2 separate regions of the Zea mays genome follow, and region 2 is linked to region 1. A link is a contact called in public Hi-C data. All regions are on one chromosome and are shown on one strand. Each heading gives the region's core, a stretch centred on a gene start, on an enhancer-like site or on the middle of the called end of the contact. The rest is flanking DNA. Distances are from core to core; before and after follow the strand shown.

Region 1 (7,385 bases), core at 357-2,856:
ACAAAAACATGAAACTTGTATAACATATAGTTGCAACGATACAATATGTTTATTACTTGGATGTGGTGGTGTGCGATGCCTTACTGGTGCAGCAGTGACAACACACGAAGCTCATCCACGCGGCAACGTGCGCCGCTCATCCACACAACAACACAAAGATCGTTAGTGCAAAGCTCACCGGTGCCACATAGGTCTAGCATGAACAAACAATAGTTCACCCAATGTGGCGTGACACAACGACAGTGGGTCGACGTGCGGTGCGCAGAGCTCAGGGAGAGGGTGTTCGAACACATTGTAAAAATATCTTTAAATAATTCTAAAAAAATTTCTTAACTGGTTTGAATTTTTATTTAGAGATCTATCTGAACAGAAAACCACGTTCTATATCTTTTCACTTAAAACAAAATTTCCCTTTGTTTTCAATAATATAATAAAAATAGAGGATGTCGGCAGAATAGAACAAAGAGCAACAACCAAAATCTAAGCACAGTTTTCACCTTTACATAGCTTTTCATTCATCTTTCTACGCCATGCTCAGCAGAGTATGTATATGATCGTATAAAACACTTTTGATATAACTGCTTTAAGAAGGCTGTTAGCTTGATAAGACTATCTCCAGTAGACTCTCTGTCTTACCTTAGAACATCTTCAACAATAAACTCTAAACTAGAGTCCTAAAATTTGAAATAGAATCGTATTTAGTGTTTAAGGCCTCAAAAGAACTTTTTACTCCAACAGTTAGGCTTTAAATAATGCTATTTATAAAATAAATTATGTTATTAGAAAATAAATGGTTGAAGCTCAAGAGAAAACGAGAATATGACTCCAGTATATAAGGTACTATATTTAGAACCCGAGAGATTGAGCTCTATAATCGTTTGATGGAATTTTATAAAATAGGATCACAGTTAAAAAGTGTGTTTTATGGTTCTTAGCCATATTTAAAATAGTATCCAGTTTAGAGCAACTCCAAGATATTAAATATATAGTTTTATAAAGGTAAATTTAGCTAATATTAGAAGAAAAACGTATCCAATAGACTCTGTAAATGAATCTTCAAATTTAGTGACTCTCTATTTTTGAATAGGCTGCTTCACTCTCCCTTCAATTTATAGGTTTATCGAGTCTCTTGGATTAACCTACAATTTTTCTGTTAAATCGGTTTTAAAGAGTAGCTAAATCAGTAAATTTGACTAAGTTAATCTTTCAGAGTTGCTCTGAGAATCTCTCTTTGAGATGCTTTTATATTTTAAACTTTACTCTATAAATAATATGGTCCACATTATAACTAATTTTTTTTGCATGCAATTGACAGGCCGGTCGCGGTTAGTGGTCGCCGGTGGCTTCGGACCTTCGGTAGGCGTTGGGCGCCGGCCGATGCACCCGCACCGCATCCGTAGGATACGAGCGGCGACCCGGACCGGACGGACGCGAAAATCAGCTGCCGTGGAGGTGCGGGCAACTCCAACGACGCGATCCGGCCCGCCCGCGACGCTGACACGACCGCGGGACCCACCCAATACGACGCCACTACCCCGCTTTTCTCGCACCTATTTACCGCCCCTGCCACTGTCTCCTTTCCCTCTGACTAGTCACCTGTTGGCAGGGTCCGGTTCACGCCGCGGCGGCTCGACTGGACTCCCCTCGTCATGGCCGGCGTCAGCGGCCGCGGGGCCGCGGAGAGGGTGGCCGCCGCCGTGGAGGCGGTGGGATCCGGTGGCTGGGAGTTCCGAAACGCGTACAGGCGCCAGCTGCTCGCGCTGTCGCGGCGGATCCGGCTCCTTGGCCCCTTTGTCGAGGAGCTCCGGGAGGTACCCTGTGTACCCGCGGTGGAACCGGAGCGGGCGCTGGCGGTGCTCGCCGACGCGCTGGAGGAGGCGCTCGACCTGCTCCAGCTCGGCCGCGACGGGAGCAGGATATTCCTGGTACGCGCTTACTTGTTGCTCTCGCCTTCTCTAGTTCCTCATCTATGCTGGATTCCAGATGCTTGGCTGCCTGTGCGACCTTTTAGTATTATTTTTAAGATAAAAAACTGCGCTCTTAAGCTTCACTCACTTTGTATCAAGTGTGCAGATATTTGAATGAAAATCCTGATTTTAAGCTTCCTGTCCTTCCTATTCCATGCTACCGTAGCAGCTATCGTTATTTTACCTGGCGTATACTTTGCTATGGATCCTATTTCAATGAAAAAAATATATCGTTGAGGTTTTAGCTTTAGGTGCGTTCCATTTCAGTATCCAAGATATTCCCCCTTAATCCCTTAATCCCCTCCAATCCCCTCCAATCCCTGATCCTTGGTCACCAAATCAGCCCTTAAGCTTATATGCCAGAGGCCGACTCTGCCCTGTGGACCCACGCACACGTACGAAATACCAACACAAAAAAAAACGTATATGCCACCTTGCTCGAGCCCCGTCCGCTGGATCCGTCCCTGCTTGTACACTTGTTGACACAGTACTGGCTGTGACATATGATCATTCCTTGCTTTTGCGGCCTAGTTTGCTAGGCTTAGCAGACATTTTTTTATTTTATCAGCTTGGTCTTATGGTCAAAGTTTTGATCTTTTGTTGGTGAGCAATTTGTATTGTTTGGCTTTGGTTAGTTCATTAAGAATTTGGGATTAAGTGACAAACTTATCGTCAAGGTTATTAAAGCGATAAAATGTTGAGGCGCTCATGAGAACTTTTTGACTTTAAAACGTTTAAGCGAGCTTTAAAACGTCTTTTTAAACAACATGGACAAAATTGAATATAACTTAATTTCATGTAACAATATAACATGTCCACAACCACACTACCACAAATCCACAATTACATAAGTTCAAGTGCTCAACTAATAGCAACTAGCAAAGCGACAACCACAAATAAAGTGGAATGAAATGTGCAGTAGTCCACAATCACAAACATAGCACAAAAGCAACTAAAGTGGAATGTAATGTCCACAACCACAGACGCATTAGCATCACTACTGTTTGCCGTTTTTAGTCCGCAAATAACCAAAACCAGAGGAGAATGTGAGCAGGGAAGGGGAGGAGGATGAGAGCAGGGATAGGGACAGCTAACAGAGGCAGAGCAGGGAGGCGACTGAGCTAGGACCGGCGAGCTGACCGAGCGAGAGCAGAGAGTGCAACACAGGGAGGCAGCGGCGGCGCCGAGCTTGAGCAGGGAGCGAGCGCGGCCGCAACGCAGGGAGGCAGCGGCGGCGCCGAGCGCGAGCAGGGACCAAGGAGCAACGAGCACGGCCGCGGGGGAGAGGGAGCGTGGCACGAGTAGGGAGCAACGCAGGGAGGAGGCGAGGGAGGCGGCAAGCTCAGGTAAGGTTCTTACCGGCTGACGGCAAAGCCCAGTGATGCCGAACGAACGCGCAGCACGAGTCCGTCACGGCTGCCCCCTTTTTTAGGTTAGGAGAACTGTGATGGGCTGGAAATCTGAAAAAGCGACAAAACGTGGCCTTTTTACGGCCCAGAGCGTTTTAACGCTAAAAACTGGCGCTTTAATAACCATGCTTATCGTCCTGAAATGTTTGACCTTTTTGCTATCTCGAGGTGAACATATCAAAGAATTCTAGGGGAGGTCTTGCTTTCTTGTTTCTGTGGCGTACACGCGTAAAGCGTGAACTGATTCCTCCTGTGGTTTGGGTCAAATTTGGTGGTAGTTGGCTTGCTGAAATCTAGAAACGTTACCTTAAATCATTCATTGCATGATTCATCTATCATTACTAATTTCTTTCACCAATGAATGTAGTTACCCAAGTGGAAAACATGGGCTCACTCTTGTTAAATTAGGAAATCTGGGACTGGTTGCTGGTCATTTTTTTAGAGTATATTAGGCAACTCCTGATATGGTTGGTTTAGGATTGATTTGATTGATTGTAATCCTGGGATAACCTTCCTTATCTCTAGGATAACCTTCCTCATCTCTAGGATAGGCTTCTTGCCCTCCAAGTTATGTAGTCCTATATATTCTCCCTAGAGGCTCAATGCAATACGTCCCACCATCCCACACATTATACGCAATATCTCCTTCCTACACATATTATCGTATCCTATTTTAAGTGTATAGTATAGGGTTTTAGTGATAGTAGTCATACTCCTGAATTAAATCTAGGATCTTTTACTTTTAGGATTTAAAAATTTGTTGGGTTCATTTGATTATTTTCCTAGCAAAGAATTTGAACCATTTATTCCATCTTATCTATCAATCTTATCAGTTCGTATGATCGAGGCTAGTCAGAAGATCACCGATCCAAATGATTCCTAAAAGGGCATTAAAGCGGAGAACAGTAGCGGAGGGTTCACATATCGTAAATGGGTGTTAGATATAAGGGGAGGCTTGTCTGTACCAGTTTTAGTGGAGTATCTGCATCTCTGGAACTTGGTTGATGGGGTAGATCTTCAGCCTGACATTGCTGGTCATGGTTCTTACTGTAGCAAATCAACATATGATGCATTTTTACTGGCTCTATCATTTTTGGCCCTTGGCGACGTGTCTGGAAGACCTGGGCCCCCTTAAGATGCAAATTCTTTGTATGGTTGGCCATCAAAAACAGGGTTTGGACAACTGATAGACTAGCAAAAAGAGGCCTTCCCCATCCAGTTGCTTGGCCTCTGTGTGATCAAGCCGAGGAGTCCATCCAGCATATTCTTGTCTCTTTCGTGTTTGCCCGACAAATATGGACGTTAATCCTCCACAATTTGGGCCTCCTAGCCATTGCCCCTCAGCCTGGATGCACACAGTTTTCAAACTGGTGGCGCCAAAGTATCAAAAGTGTTGAGAAGAGTCTAAGAAAAGGACTTAACTCCCTGATCATTTTGGTTGCTTGGGAGATTTGGAAGCACCGAAATGCTTGTGTCTTTGAGGGTGTTGTCCCCTGCGCCGAACAAGTTATGCGTGCTGTGATTGAGGAGTGTAGTGCTTGGTGCTTGGCTGGTGTACGTAGACCTCCTCCTTTAAGTCGTCGTTAAGAAACGTCGATTTGACGTCCATGTGATGAACGTGCCAGCCCTCCTGGGCTGCTAGCGCAAGGAGTCGCACGGATTCCATCCGTGCCACGGGGCGTAAGTATCGTCAAAGTTGATCCCCTCCTGCTGCAAGAAACCGCATGCCACCAAGTGAGCCTTGTGCTTGACGATGGCGCCGGCTTCATCCCTCTTCAGTTTGAACATCCACTTAAGGGTGATCGCGTGATGACCATGAGGGAGATCAGCGAGCTCCCAAGTGCGGTTCGTCTCAACCACGTCCATCTCCGACTGCATCGCGGCACGCCAAGCTGCGTGTTTCTCGGCCTCCGCGAAAGACCAAGGATTGCCATCGTCACATGCAAGATGCAACTCCCCGCCAGAATGCGAGACGCTAGGCCCGGCACCGACGGGTCGATGAGAAGGCCCTCCACCGTACGATACCGCAACGGCTCGTCGTCGTAGCACGTGTTGATGCGCTTCTCGTTGTGGGAAAGCGGGGTCACGAGCACCACCGGGTCGTGCTCGACACGAGCTGGCGCTGGAGAGGACGTTCCTGGAGAGGGTATCGTCGGTGCTGTAGTACGTGGTGATGAAGAGCTCACTGTAGCCGGAGTCGTGGTTGGATTGCGTGGTGGCGAAGTGCTCGTTGTAGCCGGAGCAGGAGAGCGTGGCGCTAGAGTCGGTGGAGACATGGGGGCTGGGGTAGGCCTGCTCGGAGAAGAGTTGCCTACTCCCCCAGCTCCCTCAAAGTGGACGTACGCGCTGGTGAAGTCGTTGTACATCGGAGTCGTGTCGTCGTCCATCGCCTTGTCCCAGGCCCATCCTCGCTTTTCGTCGAACACTACGTCGTGCGCCATGCACACACGCTGTGTTCCTAGGTCAAGGATGCGGTAGGCCTTCGAGCCCTCCGCGTAGTCAATGAACACCCCTGGGTGCTCCTGTCGTCGAGCTTGCCGATGTGGCCAAGCTCCTTGGTGAACGCGAGGCAGTAGAAGACCCGTAGGTGAGAGGCCGCCGACTTGCGCTCATGCCAAGCCTCATACAGTGTCATCCCGTTGAGTGCCTTGGTGGGCGAGCGGTTGAGGATGTAGACCGTTGTCACCACCGCCTCTCCCCAGAAGATAGCCGGCATTCCCCTCTGCTTGAGGAGAGCCCGAGCCATCCCCACAACCGTCTGGTTGCGCCGCTCGACGACGCCGTTCTGTTGCGGGCTGTACGACACGGAGTAGTGGCGCTGAACGCCCTCATCCGCGCAGTACGACGCGAACTCAGCCGCCGTTGTCGATGTGCACCACGCACGCGCAGCTTGCGGCTGTACTTCGCCTCCGCAGCGATCTGCACACGCTTGATGGCGTTCATAGCCTCTCCCTTGCTGCCAAGGACCATCACCCACATGTAGCAGGAGAGGTCATCGACGAGCAACAAGAAGTAGCGTCATCCTCCTGGTGTGGCTGGTGTGACCAGGCCACACAAGTCCCCATGCACGAGCTCGAGCCTCTCCTTGGCTCGAAAACTCGATTGCTGGGGAAAGGGGAGTCGTCTCTGCTTTGTCAACACGCAGACACCGCAGAACTGCTCCACATGGTCAAGGCACGACAGGCCTCGTACCATCTCCTTGGCACTGAGCCGCTTCAGGGTCTTGAAGTTAAGGTGGCCGAAGCGCTCGTGCCACTGCCATGCCCCGTCGTCCCGACGAGCAGCAAGACAGCAAGGTTGTGCCACCTTCACGTTGAGGATGTAAAGCCGATTTGGACTCCTGCGTACCTTGGCAAGAAGGCGACGAGAGGGGTCCTAGATCCTCATGACTCCGTGCTCGACCTCCACGCGTGAACCGTTCTCATCCAGCTGTCCCAAGCTGATGATAGAGTTCCTCAATGCGGGGATGTAGTAGACTCTGGTGAGCAACCTATGCTCACTAGACGCGACGGTGAAGACGATTGAGCCGACGCCCTTGATCTCTACGCCGGAGGCGTTCCCAAACTTGACGGAGCCTCAGACACTAGAGTCGAGCTCGGTGAAGAACTCCCGTCGGCCGGTCATGTGATGAGTGGCGCCGGTGTTGAGGCACCATCCTTCGATCATGTCTTTTCTGGAGCCGTTGCCGAGAAAAGCGCGTGCTTTCGACTCATTAAGGTGGAGGAGTGCCGCTCGAGATAGCTCGATACTTGCGTGTGCTAGGAGCAGAGCTTCCGCCTCCGCCTCCGCCTATGCAACGTTGGCCTGGCCGCGTCGTGGTTGTTGACAGTCACTGACCCAGTGGCCAAGCTTGCCACAGTTATGACGCCCGCCGTCTCGTGCCGGCTTCTTGTTGCCGATGGCATCGCCTTGGGCGCCTCCGCGGGCACCACCCTCAGCTTGTCCTCGCGCCTCGGCCTGGGTGCCTCCGCGCGCCTTGCGTGGCTTGCCGTGTTTGCGGCCACGTGTC
Region 2 (7,423 bases), core at 1,834-4,333, 180 kb before region 1:
CCTCAGGTCGGGCTACCATCAAATGAAGATTAGGCCATCTGATATTCCCAAGATGGCTTTCTCTACCCGATATGGTCTATATGAGTTCAGAGACATGTCGTTTGGCTTAACTAATGCACCTGCCTACTTCATGAATCTGATGAACAAGGTATTCATGGAGTATCTTGATAGATTCGTCGTGGTATTCATCGACGACATACTTATTTACTCCAAGAATGATAGTGATCATGAGGAACATTTGCGGATGGTGCTACAAAAGTTATGGGATAATCAACTCTATGCCAAATTTACCAAGTGTGAGTTCTAGCTTGATGAAATACCATTCCTTGGGCATATCATCTCCAAAGGAGGAATTTCAGTGGATCCGGCTAAAGTAACAGCAATAGTTGGTTGGAAGATACCAAGTTTAGTTTCGGAGGTTCGAAGTTTTCTAGGACTCGTGGGTTATTACCGGTGATTCATTGAAGGATTTTCTAAGATTGCTAAGCCGATGACCTCACTGTTAGAGAAGGGAAAGGAGTTTAAATGGACTTGGGAATGCCAATAGAGTTTCAACCAGTTGAGGTTTAAGTTATTGTCCGCCCCGGTGTTGATTATGCCAAATCTACAGAAGAGTTTTGAAATATATTGTGATGCAAGCTGCCAGGGCTTGGGATGTGTGCTTATGCAAGAAGGACACGTCATCGCCTATGCGTCTCGTTAGTTACGGAAATATGAGTTGAACTACCCCACTCATGACTTAGAACTGGCAGCCGTAGTGCATCCTCTCATGGTTTGGAGGCATTATATTATGGGGACTAAGTGCCAAGTCTACATTGATCACAAGAGCTTAAAATATATCTTCACTCAGAAGGATCTCAACCTTAGGCAACACCGTTGGTTGGAGCTCATCAAGGACTATGACTTGGAAATTCACTATCATCTGGGCAAGGCGAATCTGGTTGCGGATGCCCTGAGTCGGAAGGAGCATGTCCATGCAGCTATCGTCACCCAGTTACTCGATGAGTTAGCAGAAGATTTTGAGAAGCTCAATCTGGGGATAGTTGCTCATACTAAAGGAATTACCATAGAAGTGGAGCCTACCTTAGAGCAAGAAATACGAAAGGGTCAGATCGGTGATGTCCAAATTCAAGAGATCAAGGATCTGATAACTGAAGGTAGAGGCCCAGACTTCACGGAAGATGAGCAGGGCACAATATGGTTCAAGAACCGGATTTGTGTTCCTGAGATCGATAGTATTCATGAAACCATATTGAAGGAAGCACATGATTCAGCTTATTCCATCCATCCGGGTAGTACCAAGATGTACCAGGACTTGAAGCAGAAGTATTGGTGGTATGGACTAAAAAGGGATGTTGCTGCACATGTGGCAGAATGTGATGTTTGCCAGAGGGTAAAAGCCAAGCATCAGAGACCTGCTGGATTACTTCACCCGCTTAAGATACCCGAGTGGAAGTGAGAAGAAATTGGCATGGACTTCATTGTTGGTCTACCCCACACTTCTGCAGGGTATGACTCCATTTGGGTAATTGTGGACAGACTGACAAAAGTGGCTCACTTCATCCCTATGAGAACTAATTACACGGGAGCCAAGCTAGCAAAGTTGTATATGGCTCGGATAGTTTGTCTACATGGAGTGCCTAAGAAGATCGTGTTAGACCGGGGATCATAGTTCACTTCTCGGTTTTGGCAGAAGTTGCACGAGTGCTCGGACACACAGTTGAATTTTAGTTCGGCCTACCATCCTCAAACTGATGGGCAGACCGAGAGGACCAACCAAGTACTATAGGATATGTTAAGATCTTGTGCTCTTAAACATGGTGGCAGTTGTGATAAGAGTCTGCCCTATGCGGAGTTCTCTTATAATAATAGCTACCAGGCCAGTTTGAAGATGTCCCCGTTTAAGGCTTTATATGGCAGAAAATGCAGGACTCCTTTATATTGGGATCAAACTGGTGAAATGCAGTTCTTTGGGCCAAAAATTATACAAGAGGTAGAAGAACAAGTACGCTTGATATGGGAGAACTTGAGAACTACGCAGTCAAGACAGAAAAGCTATGCGGATACCCGGAGAAGACTGCTAGAATTTAAGGAGGGTGATCACGTGTATCTAAAGGTATCACCGATCCGGGGTATGAGGAGGTTTAAAGTTAAAGGGAAGTTGTCCCCTTGCTTTATTGGACCCTTCTTGATCTTAAAGCGAGTGGGAGAAATTGCCTATCAACTAAAACTACCTGACCATCTTGCAGATGTACATGATGTCTTCCATGTATCCCAACTGAAGAAGTGTCTAAGGGTACCCGAAGAGCAACTACCTATGGAGGATCTTAGTGTTCAAGATGATCTGACTTATACGGAGTATCCTATCAAGATTCTTGATACCTTGACTCATGTCACGTGGAATAAAGTGATTAAAATGTGCAAAGTGCAATGGAGTCACCATGGAGAAGATGAAGCTGCTTGGGAAAGAGAAGAAGAGCTACGAGTAGATTTTCCCCACCTCTTTCCTAGTTCTACCTAATCTCGGGGATGAGATTCTTTGTAAGGGGGTAGGATTTGTAATACTCAACTTTGGAAACTAAAGAGAGGAGACATGTTTAAAATAAATAATATCTCAATAAAATGTGCATCATGCCAGAGTTTTGTTGCTTGTGCACATAATAATAATGGCAACACTATTAATAAAAATATAATCATAAGGAAAATTGAATTAAAGCCTAAAAGGAGATTAGCGTTTGAAAATGGAAAAGAAAAGAGAAGAGGAAAAGGAAAAACCCTAGATGAAAATAAAGAAATATATATATATATATATACACACAAATATGTCTTCTCATACTGACATTTTAAATTTAAATAGTTAACCTAAAATCCAAAGTTCAATATCAATTTTGGATTTAAACTTGGGATAAAAAATAAAGAGAAAAGAAAATAGAAAATAGGAAGGAAATTAGAAGCGCGCCTGGGCCTAAACTCCTCCTTTTGGCCCACATCTTCGTTTCCCTGCGCACACTCGGCCCAGAACTCAGCCCACCGCCGCGCTTGCCTCACAAACATTGACTTGTGGGGCCATCTCGTCAGTGGTCCAACCAGGTACTACATCCCGCGCGCGCCGTCGCAGCTAACACTCCATGAGACTGGTCACTGGGACCCATGAATCGCCTCGTCGAGTTCGCTGTCACGTGGGACTGCCGTGTCGGACCGTTCCCTTCGGATTCAGGGTCTGTTCATCCAGAATTGTTTCTGTTGATCAAAACTTATACAAATTAGTGAAGCAATCCGACTAGAAACAGATACGGTAGCCCATTCCGTATCAACCGAACGGACCCTCAGGCACTCGGGCAGGACTGGGTAGCAGCCAGCTCAAATCGGCGGTGATCTCGAGCAAGTAGTTTGCCCAGCCGGCTTACATAAATCTCCGCGCACCACTATCTTCGCCATACCCCGTGCCACCGCCTCGTTGCAACCACCGCGATAACCAGAGACTGGCTGACTGCAGAGGTCCGTACGCCGAGCGCCGCGGGTGGAGCAACTAGGCACCGTCGTTTGCCGACGTGAAGTACCACCCTATGTGCCCGGTGGGCGCGTTGAGTAATTCCTGGGGTACCCTGAACGCGGGCGTCACCGATTGTGGGTGAAGGCGGGACCGTGCGGGTGGAATTTCTCGACGGAGTCGTCTTCACCGCCAAGCCGCTCCTCACGCCGACCAGACCCCTACGTCCTCCTCCACCGGTAAGAGTCGTTCTAGCACCTCGTTATCATGCTAGCCAAGTATTGAATTGATGGGTAGGAAGGATTAGGTCATATGGGATCGAGAATTTCTCGCCGTTGTTAAACGCCGCCGCGGCTCTGTGTTTTGCCGTGGGTTGTGCTGGTTGTGCCACCCCCATGGGTACCTTGGCCGCCACTGTGGTCGTGTAGTCCTGGTGTCGCGAATGGAGGAACGTGTGGTGGGTAGCATGTCGGGGCGTGGGTTGGCTGCGCGCCGGTGATTCGCCGCCGGGTCATGGCGGGGGAATCGCCACCCTGCTCGGCCGGAGGATGAAGACGAGCGGGGATGCGTCCATCTTGTGATCTGCGGCTAGGATCAGATTCCGCGTACCGGTTGGTGTAGGTTAGGTCTATGCCGCTGGATAGAAATTGTGCGGGTGAAACTTGATCTAAGAATTTTTAAATCTGGTGCGTATAATTCATAATTAATTCATTGTAACTCCAAATTAATCTATTCCCGTGGCATTAATTTTGTTTTAATATTGTCTATCACCTAGTACCTATGTTTAGCCATGAAACTTGGATTAAAATTATTCACTTGAATTACTCGATTCTTGGTACTAAATAACTTCAGAAATTCATAACTAGATATCCATAACTCCGAATTTAGTGATTCTTGTTCCTACGATCTCGATACGACGCTTAGAATATTATCATGCATTCTGTACTGCTATTTGGTGTGACGTTATTTGTTATTTTTTGCTATACATGTTTGTTTGTATTGTTGCGAGTAGACGAGCAAGCCACAGAGGATCCAGGGTTCAGTAGGTGGAGACTGCTGAGCAGGAGCTCGTTGAAGGCAAGTTGTGCCCTTGATCACTCTTTTTACCCAATCATGTTCTTATTAATCATAAGGATTGCATAGGTTAATTTTGATGGGACCCAGTAGGTTACCCTAGTTTGGCTATCTTTATACCTTGTTTACCACTGATTTTTTGGGTAGTACCTGTCGGAGAGGAAATCTCCCCGGCCGGGTGGCGGATTGCACCCGCCCTAAATCCTAAAGAGAGGAGGGGCCTAAGCGTTTTGCTTGCTACAGGACTAGTGGATCAACACACGAGAGCACGCGAGGATTTAGAGTGGTTCGGGCCGCCGGAGCGTAATACCCTACTCCACTGTGTGATGTATTGCTTGGGAGCTTGTATGAACTTAAGAGTGTCTGCCTAGAGTTGGGTCCTAGCTTGGATCTGTCTTATAACGTCGCATGCCTCCCCTTTTATAGCTGAAGGGGGGCATGCACAAAGGTACTGAGCCCCGACATGTGGGCCCAGGGACATAGAGAATATAACACTTGGGACTATAAATATTTGCTGCCGGGGCAATCCCTTGTGTCCTGTCGTCCGAGATCTGTGTATCTTCGGTGTGCAGGGGAAGCTTCTTGTAGAAGGGATAACAGTGCGCTGCCTGGCATGGGCGCACTATTTGCCAGCAGACACAGCAGTCCCGCCGCCTGCTGGATGACCTTGACGCCGCCTGCCAGCGGATGGGACGGGACACATTAAATGCTGAGAGGGCATGTCGCCCGTCGCCTGTCAGCGCAGTGGCAGGTGGCGCGTCCTCTCCTTAATAAATGCAGGGGTTACACGGCCTTACGTCAGGCTTGGCCCGATGGCTTATGTCATGGGCCACAAGCAGCGGGCCTTCGCCTGCGCGGGGGGCAGAGAGCAAGGCCTGCGCACGTGTCAGCACCGGACCCCTGTATACCCCAAGGTCCTTCTCGTTCCGGAACCCTGCCGGGGTTCGGACCTACCCTGGGGCTCCGGACCTGTATGTATACAGGGGCCCGGTGACCCTCTGTGGGGGTCCGATCTTACTGAGGCATGGTGTCTTTCCTCGCCACGTGGTGCCCTTTGGCCCGCCCATCCGGTGGAGTTAGGCGCGGTCCTCCTTGCGGCCAGGAGTCGTTGCATGGGTGCGATGCCTTTATGCTGTAGGAGAGGGTACCCCTGATTTAGGGTACCGACAATGGCCCCCGGTCCCACCTCAGGGGAGGATGCGAGCCTGCAGGTGGGACCAGAGTCTGATTTGCAGTTGGACCGCTGCTTCCGCGCGTCTGTTGCTGCAATTACTGCCAGCCCGCCTATGGCCATGCCAACTACTGTGCCTACTCCCACGGCTGAATGACCCGTGACCATCGTATTCAACGGCATTGTCGGGCTATGCGCGAGGCTGCCTCGAGTCGCTGCACTGGTTCTGAAAAATTTACCTTTTCAGAATCCGTGACAGTCCCGAGAATTCAAGGCATTGGCGCAGGCGGCGGTGCGGCTTCTTTGCACACAGTAATCGGCGCGCCGGTTACATGACGTCTGGGCCTGGGCCCCTGAATTGGACCGCCAGTTGTCGTAGAGCTGAGAGAGTGCACAGCCGCGGGACGGTTGTACGCTTCTTGCGTGGCGGTTCGCCTCTTTGACCGCTGGACACGGCGAAGATGAAGGGGCGCCTAATCGTGGAGCGGTTGCATGCCCCTTGCGCGACGGTTCGCCTTCCTGACTGCTGGTTGCCCAGAAATGGAGGGGCGCGTAACCGCAGGACAGTCGCACGCTCCTTCTTAAGGTTAGTTTGCATGACATGCGGGGCCTGGCCCCCGTGCCATTAGGTGAGATCCTTGGTGCATGCCAGGGGAGACTTCACCCGTGACGCTTCAGGGGCTCGTGTGGGGGGGGGGGGAATCTGCCTTTAAAAAGGGGTCGATCCCCTGGGCAGTAGACATGCCTCGCTCCTCTTACGACCACCGCGCCCTTTCGCCTTCCGGGCCCCCAGATGGGGTGCGCTGGTGTTCTCTGGAGGGATCCGCGTCAAGGTCGTCTCTTCCGGCGACTTCACTGTCGGAGAGCGTGCGCTCGTGGTGGTGTCGCCGATCTTGTCTTCTTCCTGCCACCGTTGGAGGGGTGCAACCCAATGGGGGTTGGCATCCTTCCACCACCATTCGGCTTCAAGGATTTTCATCATGCAGCCCGGCTGCAGTCCCCCGTCGGTGGTCATCCAGAAGGATGACTACCAGCCTTGTGGTGGGGAGAAGCAAACCGGGCTGTGGCCTCCCTCCTGCCCTCAGCTTCAAGGATGTTCATCATCCTCGCTGGGGCGGAAGGCGCGTCGAGCCAGGGTTCTACCTCCCGCGTGGGCCAGTGGCCCGCTTCTTCCTCCAGCATTCGGGGGAGGAGAGGGGTTCACCAGCCACACGAAGGAGGCGAACTTCGGCTACGTGAGGCCGGCCAGGTGCAGGCGCTGACAGCTGCCGCGTGCCTGGCTCTTGGCCTAGGTGGCCCTGTCGCCGCCTCCGACGCTGCCTCCTGCCGTTTGGTCGGGGCGTGGCTGTCCATCCACCATACGGGCGACGGTCGCGCCGTGCGCGGGTCTGCCACACCCACGGCTTCTCCCGCGCCGCCAGCCATACGGGGGACCGTCCAAGACGTCGCACGCTGCGGGAGTGGCGGCAGCGTTCTTGGATGGTCTAGTCCTCACTCCGTGGGAGGACAGGAGCGAGGACCTTTTGTGCGGAGGTGGCCGTGGTCGTCGGTGCTGAGGTGGTGGCTGCCGCTTGCAGAGGTGGTTGCCTCCACTGCCGAGACTATTAGGGCCACCTGCCGCTGAGTCCCTGACTCTTTGGCTTTAATGGCCTCGTTGTCGCCCCCTTAGGGAGACGGGACGAGGACCT

Evidence for each region. Hi-C and Micro-C count contacts between places; a contact is called where the count stands out from the background.
Region 2: a Hi-C map of endosperm shows a contact between it and region 1, with 4 times the contacts expected there. The contact joins the enhancer-like site here to the promoter of LOC100304296 in region 1. A contact is called at or near these places in 6 of 25 Hi-C or Micro-C datasets (bundle sheath, ear, endosperm and 2 more).

Annotation. Positions count from the first base shown.
Region 1 is chr1:158,212,564-158,219,948 of Zm-B73-REFERENCE-NAM-5.0, reverse strand. LOC100304296 reads left to right here and starts at 1,606. Exons shown (of 4, transcript NM_001361280.1): 1 at 1,606-1,925. The coding sequence starts at 1,650.
Region 2 is chr1:158,398,666-158,406,088 of Zm-B73-REFERENCE-NAM-5.0, reverse strand. No RefSeq gene overlaps it. Among protein-coding and RNA genes, the nearest start is that of LOC103639982, 87 kb to the left of the region's middle. Within about 2 kb of position 3,083, at least 7 of the 20 cell types and tissues checked have an H3K27ac peak or open chromatin away from gene starts, as enhancers often do. A contact at or near this core is called in endosperm and leaf, where this site is marked.